Regions from separate parts of the Sus scrofa genome. Here regions 2, 3 and 4 are each linked to region 1. The links are chromatin contacts, called in public Hi-C and HiChIP or PLAC-seq maps. All regions are on one chromosome and are shown on one strand. Each heading gives the region's core, a stretch centred on a gene start, on an enhancer-like site or on the middle of the called end of the contact. The rest is flanking DNA. Distances are from core to core; before and after follow the strand shown.

Evidence for each region. A called contact is a pair of places that touch in the nucleus more often than the background predicts. HiChIP or PLAC-seq counts read pairs in DNA pulled down with a chosen protein or histone mark.
Region 2: a contact with region 1 is called in a Hi-C map of skeletal muscle, with 8 times the contacts expected there. The contact joins two enhancer-like sites. A contact is called at or near these places in 7 of 47 Hi-C or Micro-C datasets (embryonic fibroblasts, fetal skeletal muscle, heart right ventricle and 3 more) and 2 of 2 datasets of contacts at active chromatin or transcription factors (alveolar macrophages and skeletal muscle).
Region 3: a contact with region 1 is called in an H3K27ac HiChIP or PLAC-seq map of alveolar macrophages, with 2.7 times the contacts expected there. The contact joins the promoter of N4BP1 here to the enhancer-like site in region 1. A contact is called at or near these places in 8 of 47 Hi-C or Micro-C datasets (alveolar macrophages, fetal heart ventricle, fetal skeletal muscle and 5 more) and 2 of 2 datasets of contacts at active chromatin or transcription factors (alveolar macrophages and skeletal muscle).
Region 4: a contact with region 1 is called in an H3K27ac HiChIP or PLAC-seq map of alveolar macrophages. The contact joins two enhancer-like sites. A contact is called at or near these places in 1 of 47 Hi-C or Micro-C datasets (fetal skeletal muscle) and 2 of 2 datasets of contacts at active chromatin or transcription factors (alveolar macrophages and skeletal muscle).

The regions. Positions count from the first base shown.
Region 1 is chr6:36,265,307-36,268,417 of Sscrofa11.1, forward strand. No RefSeq gene overlaps it. Among named protein-coding and RNA genes, the nearest start is that of SIAH1, 71 kb to the right of the region's middle. Within about 2 kb of position 1,630, at least 5 of the 83 cell types and tissues checked have an H3K27ac peak or open chromatin away from gene starts, as enhancers often do. A contact at or near this core is called in alveolar macrophages, retroperitoneal adipose tissue and skeletal muscle, where this site is marked.
Region 2 is chr6:36,433,982-36,437,092 of Sscrofa11.1, forward strand. All of the region lies in intron 7 of LONP2 (lon protease homolog 2, peroxisomal), which reads right to left. Among named protein-coding and RNA genes, the nearest start is that of ABCC11, 27 kb to the right of the region's middle. Within about 2 kb of position 1,545, at least 40 of the 83 cell types and tissues checked have an H3K27ac peak or open chromatin away from gene starts, as enhancers often do. A contact at or near this core is called in alveolar macrophages, retroperitoneal adipose tissue and skeletal muscle, where this site is marked.
Region 3 is chr6:36,120,498-36,123,608 of Sscrofa11.1, forward strand. N4BP1 (NEDD4-binding protein 1) reads left to right here and starts at 1,692. Exons shown (of 7, transcript XM_003126990.5): 1 at 1,692-1,981. The coding sequence starts at 1,784.
Region 4 is chr6:36,411,569-36,414,679 of Sscrofa11.1, forward strand. LONP2 (lon protease homolog 2, peroxisomal) reads right to left here. Exons shown (of 15, transcript XM_005664451.3): 10 at 2,269-2,395. Among named protein-coding and RNA genes, the nearest start is that of ABCC11, 49 kb to the right of the region's middle. Within about 2 kb of position 1,598, at least 35 of the 83 cell types and tissues checked have an H3K27ac peak or open chromatin away from gene starts, as enhancers often do. A contact at or near this core is called in alveolar macrophages and skeletal muscle, where this site is marked.

The DNA of each region.
Region 1 (3,111 bases), core at 380-2,879:
GTGATCTACCTGCCCAGTAGTAACTTCTGTGATTTATGAGGACCTACTATGTGCAGGTCACTTAATGGATATTTTCTCCTGAAAAACTCTCCTGTTCCCAAGAGGCAGACACAATTGTACCCCATTTTACAGAGGAAGAAACTGAAATTCCGAGAGCTAAGTGACTTACCCAAATCCCCAAAGGTGGTGAGTGGCAGGGCTGGTGTCATCCAGAGGTGGCCTGGCCCCATTGCTCCCTGCTGATCTGGCTGCCCTGGCTCTCCTGAGGGTCCCCCTGAACTCCCAGCTCTGCTGAGTTAGAAGCAGTCACTGGAAAGGCTGGCTTCGAAGGAGAAAGGTGATGAGCCTCACACACACTTGACTTCCTGGCCTCCTCTACAAAGTAACATTATTTGGGAAGAAACTGGGACTTTAAAGAAGGCTCGGCTGGGCAGGCATTTGGGGCAGGCATTTGGGGCAGCCAGCCAGCCTCCGGCCAGCCTTGGGCAGAACACCCACATAGGGCCACGAGGAAGTAAAAGGCTTCTGGGCTGCCCCTTGTCCAGGGTGGACTGTGACCAGGGACCCACTAGAGCCAAGCCCCTGACGCAGTGGACGCATTTCCGCGCCAGCCAAGCCCGGCGCATGCGCACCGCTGCTTCCTCCCCTGCTCTCTCTTCACACGCCTCCCAGTACCAGCGTCAGCCCGCGTGGTGCCAAGGCCTGTTGCCTGATTACATCCCTCAAGACTCTGAAGGGCCTTCACAGCTCCCACAGAGATCTTTCCTCCTCGTGTCCCCTCCCGGCCACCTCCTCCAAGAAGCCCACTCCGATCCTGCACCCACAGGCTGCAGCTTCTGGGCAGGTCTGGCTGTCTCCTGCATCCCAACATCACTCATGCCTCAGGGCTGCGTTCAGGACTCCCAGTCCCCAAGCTCTCTCCTTCTGAGGCAGAAAGTAGGCCTTCTCCGCCTTAAGCCCTCCGCCTCCCCCAGCCTTCAGCCAAGAGTTGGGCTCAGAGAAAATGTTTAATAAATTGATGATGAATAGATGAGTACATAAATATAAAGGGAACACACCTACACGGCTTTTCAGGGAGCTGGCTGAGGAAGGGCTCTGTGCTTTGGGTTCTGGTAGAAAAATTGGAAAATCTGCATTTGAGGTCAAGCTCCTTCCTGAGCAGCTTTAGACCCTGGCTCTGAACAGATCACAGATAACCTTTCTGAACCTGAAGTTTCCTCAGCTTTTAAAAAAAAAAAAAAAAAAAAAAAAAAGGTCATGACAATGGGGGGGGCTGAGGGGGGAGAGGAGGTGGTGGCCCTGGGAGGTGCCCCATGTGAAGAATAGCCCTGATTTGAGTTTCACATCCATTGGGAGAGGTGGTGACAGATCCCTGGAGGCAGAGGGCTGCACCTCACCCCCACCCCTCCACCCCACCCCACCCCACCCAGTGTTCTCCTTTTCCTCCACTGGCCCCAGGGGAAAGATCTTTTTGCACCTCAGGGAGCTGGACAGTCACAAAAGGGGTTTTGAAATTTCGAGGCTTTGTCCTATTCTAGAAGCCTATCTTCCTTCCCAGAACCCTCAGCTCCGTTCTGATTCTGGAAGGTCTGAGCCGTGGAAGGACATGAGACCATCCAGCTCGGGTGACAGGTGCCTGCTGGGGGACCTTTAAGTCCAGGCCATGGCCTGCCAGCCACGTCCAAAGCTCTGAGATCATTTCCCCTGATACCAGAGACTTGGCACCTGCTGGAATCCTTGGTGGATTAGAATGCCAGAAGTGCCCCAGATCTGACGCCTCCCACCCTGGCGCCTGGCAAAGAGGCCTGGGAGGAGCAGCCCATGCTCTGCTGCCCAGAGCTCAGGCTCCCTGCAGAGCAGGGTCCACAGAGGTGGGGTGGGGGAGGGTGCTAAGCTGCCAGCTGTACCCTGCAAGGCTGACCTTGGGCTCAGGGGCACCCATCAGCAAGGGAAAGGGCAGATAGACCTCTTGTGGAGAACTCAGAATTTCTGAAATGGGATCCAGTATCTGTTGCAGCTCCTTCATTGTTGATGCCACCATCAGTTACTAAGAGACAGCCAGCATCCACAGGCGCTGGCGGGAAGGGTTCCCCAGAGCCCTGCCATTGCCCAGCCCCTGGCAGAGCCTGGGGTTCTATCCACCACCTCAGCCTCTGCAGGGACCAGAGATTGTCACCAGGAGGCAGTGGCTTTGCTGAGAAATCGCTTGCTTGGAGCATGCAGGCTGCACCTAGCAATCCTCCAAGAGGCGTAGAGAGAGTCAGAGAGGACACAGGGTCTGGACACTAACCTGTGTGTTACCATAATAGCTTCACAGCTGGCAAGTCACTTAACCTCTTTGAACTCGAGTTTCTTCCTCCATAAAATGAGGATAATTCGACAACATCAACTGACTTCCCAGAGGGATTGTTAGAGTTAAGAGAATGGCTGGAGAGGGCTCAGTAGGTGGAAGGTAGAGTTCAATGCCAGTCAACCTCATTACCAATAAAGAACCGGCTTTACCCTGTGAAAGAAGACAGGCCCATCTTCCACTTGGCCAAAACTGAGGTTTTCCAAGTCCTGTCTAGGATGGGTTTTGCTATAAATATATAAATGTATATGTTATGAAATGATATACAAAAATTATAGGAGTTCCCTGGTGGCTCAGTGTGTTAAGAATCACATGTTGTCACTGCTGTGGCTTGGGTTTGATCCCTGGCCTGGGAACTTCCAAATGCCGTGGGCATGGACAAAACAAACAAACAAACAAACAAAAACAAAAAACCTCAAAACCCAAAAAACAAAAATTATAAAAGAGAATGTTTTTTAATTTTAATTTTTTTTTTTTTTTTGCTTTTTCAGGTCCACAGTTGCAGCATGTGGAAATTCCTAGGCTAGGAGTCAAATCGGAGCTGCAGCTGCCGCCCTATGCTACAGCCATAGAAACGCAGAATCCGAGCCGCTTCTGTGACCTACACCACAGCTCATGGCAATGCCAAATCCTTAAACCACTGAGCAAGGCCAGGGATCGAACTTGCATCCACATGGATACTAGTTGGATTCATTTCCTCTGAGCCATAATGGGTTTTTAAATTTTTTATTAAAATATAGTTGATTTACAATATTGTGCCA
Region 2 (3,111 bases), core at 295-2,794, 170 kb after region 1:
TTCCAGATTTTCTTCCAAGGGGAAACACACCCGTCTCAAACTGGAGAAAATAATAAACCTGAAAGAGATCCTCATGATCTCTTTTTAAAAAAGAAAAACAGTCTTTAAGGAACTAAAAATAGTCTTTAATACAGCATGTCTAAACAAATCAAATTGTTCTTACAGCAGTCAGTCCTAAATCTTCTTAGACAGTCACTTGTTTGGACGCACTCATCTAAAGGACTGCATGACTTCCAACACGTAATCACATTTTAATCTGACCTGAATGCACACAGCACTTAGGGATCACTTACTACTCGGCCATGTCTGGTGCGGTGGCGACAGCACCGGGTGACACAAAGGAGCAGAAGGTGTGGGAAAACCCCTATCCTACAGAGCTCCTGCTTCATATGTTTACACTTTCTCTCTCCAGGTATGTATTAGCAATGCCAGAGGCCTGTATTATTTAGTCATTCAAAGAGCACAACAGACAGTAAGTGGTCAGTGCAGAGGAGAGCAGGGCACAGCCGACTGCACTTATCTTAAAGGAGGAAGCCTTGCGTTGGGGCCTCAAGAGAAACCGGTAAGGTTTAGAGGCAGAGAGGCGCTGTATGCAAATACAGGTTATAAGGAGGCTAGTGAGCACACTGCAATGTGTCTGGCACACTAGGCTAAATATATATTAAAAGCGTGCTGCTTCAGTTATTTTTCCCTTGTAGAGATTAAGAATGAAAGAGCTAATTTAATATTTAAAGCATGGCCATTTCGGGTTACAGACGAAAATTTAAGAATGGAGAAGGCAAAAGTTGATTTTTCTTCTCTTCTGTTTGAAAACTGAGCCAAGGATTCCTGGCAGCGATAAAATTTTATCATCTGAACAAACACTTGGTAAGCGACTTCCAAAGAATTACCGTCACCAATAACTTGAGAACTATCACAAGAGTAATATAATTCACCGAGGAACAGCTAATGGAGAAAAGAATGTTACATGAACATGATTTCATAAAACTTCATTCTAAAAGAAGTCACTTTATACTTACTGCCTATGAACTGATTTAAAAATAAAAATGTAAGTCATAAAAACTGACAGATGAGAACAGACATTCTGTGGCTTATAAGGTAGTTAGAAAAGTCCCAACGGAGATAATGAGAAATGAGAAAGGCTAAGACTGGAAAAAATGCATTAGTTAATATGCAGCATAAATATGACTATTCTTCCTTTAATCCACTCAAAATAATATCAACCAAAACAATGGGCCAATGTTTAGTCGGATCCCTATAATGTTCCCAGTTTCAGATTTAAACGTAAAGCGAGTCTTTCTTTTTCTTCCCCATCTCCCGCCTCGTGATCACTTTCACGCTGAAAGACATGTCTTAGGTTGATTTTAAAATCAATTCCGAATGTATTAGCATCTTCCTTCACATAAACAGGTACTTCTACCAAAAGGCTGGAGCTCCATGCAGGGCAAAAAGGGAAAGTCAACAACAGGATCGAGAGAATAAGCAGGACAGACAACAGAAAGCAGCTCTGTTTTCCCCTGGCTATTTTAAGGCTGCAGAACAGTGCTGCCTACTCAGGCTGAGCAAAAACAAAACTTCGCCTGAACTCTGCTTGTGAGCATGTGACCAGTACTTAAATGCCATGACCTGGGTGTTCCCAAAATGCCTCAACTGTCACATGGAACCACTTGTTCCTGCACACCCCACCCCTGGTCATGCTCTAATCCTCTACTGTTCTTTCTCCCCTCCAGTCGCCTCCTCGACCCCTACCTCTGACACAGGCGCACAGTCTGCTCCCAATCCCTCCATCCCTCTAGTTAACCACAGCCCCCTCTCTACCTGCTTCCAAACCGGTTTTCACGTAATTTTCTCCAGGCTTTGATAATTGAGAGGGTGGGTGGGGAGTAAGACCCCAACAGCACAAGGGCAGGTTGTTGGAGTGTTTAATGAAACGTCTGGTACAGTGACGGCTAGGGAGTACTTACTTACCAGCAAGGTGTATCGGAAATCAGGCTTTCAGAATGACTCAAAAGACAAATTCACATACTTTTTATTTGGCAATGATTATAACCTCAATATGCACCATACATTTCTAAAAACCTTATACTTACACATACAAAAGCTCCCTTCACAAAAGACTCAATAAAGAAAATAAATTCTTGGAGTTCCCTTCCTGGCTCAGCAGTTAAGGAACCCAACTAGGATCCATGAGGATATGGATCCGATCCCTGGCCTTGCTCAGTGGGTTAGGGATCCGGAGTTTCTGTGAGCTGTGGTGTAGGTCACAGACATGGTTTAGGTCCCAAGTGTGGCTGTGGCATAAGCTGGCAGCTGTAGCTCCAATTCGACTCCTAGCCTGGGAACCTCCACGTGCCTCAGGTACAGCTCTAAAAAGGAAAAAAAAAAGAAAAAAAAAAAAAAAAGAAAAGAAATTCTTGGAGTTTCCATTATGGCTCAGTGGGTTAAGGACCTGATGTTGTATCCATGAGGATGTGCGATCAATCCCTGGCTCTGCTCCGTGGGTTTAGGATCCAGCATTGCTACAGTGTAGGTCACAGATGTGGCTCAGATCTGGCATTGCTGTAGCTGTAGCTCCCATTTGACTCCTTGCCAGGGAACTTCCATATGCCATAGGTGTGGCCATAAAAAGGAAAAAAAAAAAAAAGAAGAAATTTTTATCTTCTTTAGATTCAGTTCTCTTAATGACAGCCACATACACAAAGGTATACTCACTTGAAAAAAGTGAACAAATTTTATATCAATTTCAGTGAAGATTTAAAACAGAAATCTGTCGGAGTTCCCAGTGGTTAACAAACCCGACTAGCATCCACGAGGATGCGTGTTCAATCCCTGGCCTCGCTCAGTGGATTAAGGATCCGGCGTTGCCATGAGCTGTGGTGTAGATTGCAGACGTGGCTCGGATCCCGTGTTGCTGTGGCTCTTGCATAGGCCAGTGGCTACAGCTCCAATTGGACCCCTAGCCTGGGAACCTTCATATGCCACGGGTACAGCCCTAAAAAGACAAACACAAACACACACACACACACACACACACACGCACGCATGCACGCACAAAAGAAAGAAACCCAGAAGTCTGTCTAAACTCGCCATGTTCCTAACAAGTGGTGGGAT
Region 3 (3,111 bases), core at 442-2,941, 140 kb before region 1:
GGAAAGCCCTTGTCCAATCACTGAACAATAGCAACTCCATTTAAGGTGAGTGAACCCAGAAGACAGGAAATAACGTGTTGTGCTGACTCCAGCTCAGGGTGCAATTTATCTTCGAGGCCACTCCAGCTCTGGGTGCAACGTATTGGTAAGGGAATACCAATCTGACCTGTCTCAGCCAATCTCAGGTCATCTACCTGATGGAGGAAGGCTGCTGGCTGTGTAGACACCAAGGGAAAAGCCCAGGGGAACAGGAAGTTGTCTGTCTGTGAACCTAGTGGTTCTCTTCCCTGTGCTGAGTCATCTTTAGGTGGGGCACTAGGGGATCACACCTGCCTGAACTTCTGAGGCAAATGGAAAACCCCAGCAGCCCGGATCCTTGAGGTTTTACCTCGGGTATTCCCTCTTACCAAAACCATTCCCCCTTGGCCTTTCCAACTGCCACATCTTTAGATCCCCTTCTTTCTCCTCAAGGGGGAATCTATACAGAGGGAGGGGACCCCCAGGCTCACATGGTCAGTATGGCTGCATAATCCATACAAAACTTTTCTGTGAAAATGAAGCCTTTAGTATATGGCTAATTTAGTAATAACAGCTACTACTTGGTGCTCACTTACCGTGTCCAGGTACTATATATTAATTTTCACAATAATAGGAAGTACTATTGTTATCTACATTGACAGACGAGACAGTATAACATAGACAAGTACGTTCATGGTTCCTAATTATCATGGTATCTAATTATCCAACATTTAGCCCAAAGGAAACCACTTTATCTTCCACAACCTGTTTCCATGGACTCAGAGAATGAAAAACCTGGAAAGACTTTGGAGATAACTAAGAGCAACTGTTGAATTTACAGATGGGAAAACGGACCTGGAGAGGGCTTAGGGTATACTTTCCCAAACCCCCACTGACATCATGGAAGAGCCCCTAATCCCCCACTTCTGGTACTTCTATGTCACATTCTCCTCCTCCCCACTCAGAAGAAACCACTCTTCTGAATTTTCCCTAATTATTTCTTTGCTTTTCAAATCACCATACACATTACTCCCATTTTCTTCTCTTCCCGTCAACATTTTTATTTAAGAACAAAGTAAAGTAATGGAAAGAGGGAAGCAAAGGACAGGCAGGGAGACAGGAGGGTGGGGGAGGGAGAGAAGGAAGGAGGAAGAGAGAAAAACCATCGGTCAATTACTGAGAAGCCGATAACTCAATCTGTTAGAGCCCTAGATTGGGCTGCAAGATGTCTGAAGAAAAGCCAGATCCCTTGTGTGACACCGGCTCCGTCCCGCCTACTGGCTCGGAGCCTCCACCTCAACTGTAAATCCAGAAATTCACCATCCACCAGGTCGCCCAAAGCGTCGCACCCTCACCAAAGACAGCCCAGGTTCCTGCCTTCGTTCTGCCCTAAACAAGCATGGCGACTGCGCGTGACGTCGCCTCCGTCGCCTACACTCCAGCCCCAGCCCCTCGGGGGCGGCGATTCTCAATGACGGCGGCGGGCGGTGCGCAGGCGCGGCTGCGGGGCCCGGCCCGCGGCGGCGGCGGCGGCGGCGGCAGCGGCGACGGCAGCGGCGCAGGGGCTATTTCCCCGCAGTTGCCCAGCTGTGGCGGCCGCGCGGGGATGGTGTAGCCGGGCCTCCGGGCAGGCGGCGGGGCGCGGGCCGAGGCGAGGCGGCCGGGAGGGCCGACGCCGACTGACCGGCTCGAGTGTAGCGGCAGCACGCTGAGGGGGCGTCGCCGCCGCCGGCCCCCGGCGCCGCCGCGGGAGGCCGCGCCCGCCATGGCGGCCCGGGCGGTGCTGGACGAATTTACGGCGCCAGCCGAGAAGGCGGCGCTGCTGGAGCGGAGCCGCGGCCGCATCGAGGGCCTGTTCGGCGTGAGCCTGGCGGTGCTCGGCGCGCTCGGGGCCGAGGAACCTCTGCCCGCGCGCATCTGGCTGCAGCTCCTCGGGGCGCAGGAGGCGGTGCACAGCGCCAAGGTGAGTGCGGCCGCCGCCCCCGCGCGATCGCCTTCCCCGGCCCGGCCCCAGCGCGCGCGCGCGCAGCTTTCCGTCGGTCGGGGTCCCTGGGCACCCCCACACACCCTTTCCTTCTTGCCCTTCATGCGCGGACTCCGCGACGCGCGATGGTGGGAGTGCAATCTCCCGAGCCTCGGCTCTCGAGCCATGTGACCTTGGGTTAGCGGTTTTATCCTCGGCGCCTCAGTTTCCCTGTTTGTAGAGTGGCGCTGACGACAGCACTTGACTTGAAGGGCTTTCGCGAGGATTCGATTAGGTGATTGTGTAAAGCGCGGTGCACAGTGACTGGCAAGGAGTGAACGAGCTAAGAATGTTGCCTGTTGTTGTCTTTCCCCCCTAGCCCTCGGGCTGGTGCGCAGGACCTGATGGCTGGGCCCGCAGCTTTCTGGCCCACCACCTCAGCCGCTTTTCTCTTCCCAGGTCTCCTCTGGGAAGGTTCAAAGGGGTTCTGAACCTTTGGGGGGGGTGTCAGACCCCTTTTGAAAGAGTGAGCAAAACCATGTTGGTAGTACGTTCCTCAGAACATCAAGAAGAGAGGGATGTTTATAACAGTGTTTAGAATAGCTTTGTTCCCTGTATCGATTTTACGTACAACTAACATTTATTGAATGGTTATAGCACCTCAGACGTTAAGTACTGCAGAAGGATTCCTTAAAAAATCCAGTGAGGTAGATTTTTGTTGTCTTCCTGTCTTAAACAGCTGGGGAAACTGAAACTTTCGAAGAGGTGACTCACCCTCTCTCTAAATCAGCATTTCAGACTTATACCTCTTTTGGACACCTTCAGCTATTCCCTTCCTTCCTCAAGCCAAAAGACAGCAAGACTTCTGGGGAGCCAGGTTCCTCCAGGTTTTCCCATTGAGTAAGTGGGAGAGTCAGGATTCAGACTGGGGTGGTGCTTGTCCTTAATACCCATCTCCCAAATGATGACCCCTCTGAGGGAGGGAAATTTCACAGTGTCCTGGAAGGATCTGATTAGCTGTAACTTCTGGCTTTCTTAGATTAAGAACCCTGAATGCTTGCTTTTAATATGTTTAGAGGAATTAGGAAACGTAATAGCCTGATTCTTCTCCACAGCTTGATTTAAAGCAC
Region 4 (3,111 bases), core at 348-2,847, 150 kb after region 1:
AGCAACAACAACAACAAAAAGTCCCTAACTGCAAACTTCTACATTTGGGCTTTAAAAAACTCAACTGTATAAATATAGAATGGAATAGACCAAGCGTAGCAGAAATTCATATGCAAGAGAACTAAAGGTATTAGGCAACTCTAAGTGCAAGAGGAAAGAGGATAACCTAAAAAAGCTAAAAATTTTGAGATAGAGTCATAAAATAATATAGTCGGAATAAGACAATTGGTGGTCTTCTTATATCATGAGCTATTTAGGCTACATCTGAAATACTCAGTTCCATTCTGGATGTTTAATTTTAAAAGAGACACTGACATTAGAGGAATCACTCAGAAAAAGACTAATCAGCAGAGTAAAATGTCTTTAAAGTAGGTTGAGAGGAATGATAAAAAGATAATAGGAATGTTTAACTTGAAGAATAGAGCATTTATGGGATGACAGCCTTTTTTTTTTTTTTTTTTTTTTTTTTTTTTTTTTTAATGCCAGAAGGGCTGTACAAGAAAGGGAGTATACTTAGATTCTAGGTGTATGTATAGGGCAGAATGAGAAAATGAGAGGGAGGTAAATATAAAGATTATTTTATAACAGTGACATTTACTCACCAAAGAGGAGTTTACAGTAACCACTGTAATTCAAGCAGGCTAGTTACGCTGGGAGCCAAGAGGGAGGGGGTGACTTCTAGGACTCCCTCTCTGCCTGCTGAACTCTATGGGTCTGACTACCACATAGGAGAAGACGAAAAACACGGGAAAGATGAAAAACTATGTCTGAAGTTGGGTAACTCACTAAATATCCAAAACCTGCTTGGTGTAGCAAATACCTGTGCTGTTTTTTAAAAATATGAAAACTGCTCAGAGAAATTTCCTGATGTTCACAGCTTTCAATATCTGATGTTTTGAGTGAACAAGTACATGAAAAGGAAACACGGAAGTTCCTTTGTGACAGGTAGGTTAAGGATCCAGCGTTGCCCCAACTGTGATGTAGACTGAAGCTGTGGCTCGGGTTCAATCCCTGGCCCAGGACCCTTGACATGCCAAGAATGCGGCCAAAAAATACATAAAAAAATATAGTGCTCTAAAAAAGAATAAAAAAAGAAAAAGAAAAAGAAATCGTTCTCCAGACAACAACTGGGAAATACAAATAGCAATTACTCCTCAAGTCATTCGCATTTAGATCCAGATAAGCTATGAATGGCTATTTTTCTCTATTGCTCATATATTACAGATGGGGAAGCTATCAAAAAGGGTTCAGTGACTTATTGAAAGTTACCCAAAGACATCAGGGGTGTTATCTGGAATAATGATATTTTTGGAAGACTTTGGTGTATAAATCACCTGTTTTATTTCCTCTGGCATCATCTACCCAGTAAGTCACAAGAAAAGGAACTCCCAGGTCAGACTGAGTCTTACTGTTTCGCATGTAAATTTAAACCGACTTCCAAAGAGACTTTCATAAGGAGGCTGGCTTCGATCAAAAAGCAGTCTGACTGGCCAAACTCTAAGTCAAAGTTCAAAACAGAGAGAGACTTCCCCTCCTTTGAAAACCAGTGGTTACTGGGAACAGGCTGCAGGAGGAGTCCTGGCAGCCTGACACCACTTGCCAGATGATGCAATGGACCTGCAATGCTGAGCCAGGAAAACTGTGAGAGGCTATTGTAGACAGAAATTCTCAACAGGATACATTTTCCAGTCAAACGTGCAATCTGTACGTCAGATGAAGCAATACTCTACTCAGATAATTTATGCACTGCTTGCCATAGGCTTAACTACTTGGTAGCTAACTTGGGAAAGTATCTTCTCTGTTGTTTGGTGTTAATTCCAAGGACGAAAACTAAGGATTTAAAAAAAAAAAAAAAAAACCTCTCAAAGGGAGGAAAAGAAAATCTGAGTAACTTCAAACCGATGTCTGGAAGCTGCATCTCACGTCTTGGGAGCATTCAACTTTCAGGATCCTGGGGCATAAAAGGTGTCTCAAGAGTTTCCATGTTTTTGGTTGTTAACTTATCAAATTAATTCCATGCGCTGCTGTTAGGGAAAAGTTGAAATTCTGGCTGAACTATGAGTCCTTAGTTAGCTATGAAGAGACTCTAAAAGTGCTTCCTCTGTGACTCTCTGCCTCCTACAGAGCCCTGTGCACGTCGACAGTTACACGGAAAGGTTTGCTGGGAACTGGCTGCACAGGGGAAAGCGGATGCTCTGAGGTGCCAGTCAAACAGGAATCTACGTTCCAGGCTTGGACATGACTGAAGCCTCAGGACAGCTGACTAACCTGGTGATGACGTCCAGAGTAGTCACCTGAGGGATCTGAATCTGCTGAGGAGTCAGCCCATGCTGCTCCAGTTGCTTTGGGATCAAGTGCCTGTGGGCGATCTCGATCTTCTCCTCTTGTGTATACCCTGGAAAGAAGCCGTCATTACTCACGTGGCGTCCACAGTGCCATGAGGAAATGCAATGCAGATTCAAAGGATCTTGGATTTAGAAGGAACTGAGGTATGACTTCCACTAAGACTATAATCAGTAGAAAGAAATTTAATCCCCAAGCAATAAATGTTCAAATTTCCAACTTCCTCACACATAAGACGAGCACTTACTAAAGAAGCACAGAGTTTGAAAGTCTTTTGATTAAATGATGTATCTCAAAGAGAAAAAAAAGCTATCTCATTAGAGATAATTACCTCCTTAACACAAATGCAAGTTTGTATTTTATTATTTAATAGGCAAATACCCTCTTTTCTTTAGCATAATTTGATACATAAAGGAAAAAACTTGCAATGGCAACAACAAAGACTCAATTACGATTTGGAGGGAAGAGCTGCAAGAGGGCTATTTCCAGAGTTTTGATTATAAATTTTAACAAAACAAAACAAAACTAAGGGGTCCCTATAAAAGCATTTTTCCCTCTAGATGTTGGAATTACACATTAATTTATATGTTTAAAAGACTTTATGTTCTTATCTACTTAAAAGCTTCAATGAATATAAATTTACTCTGTCGTTAAATTCTATCAGGTAAAATTCCAGTACGATAATTGCTCCCTTTCCATTTAACAAACCAAAATTAAAAAGATGAGTTGACAAGGTGTCTTTTGAGTAGAATGCAGAAATAAAAAACA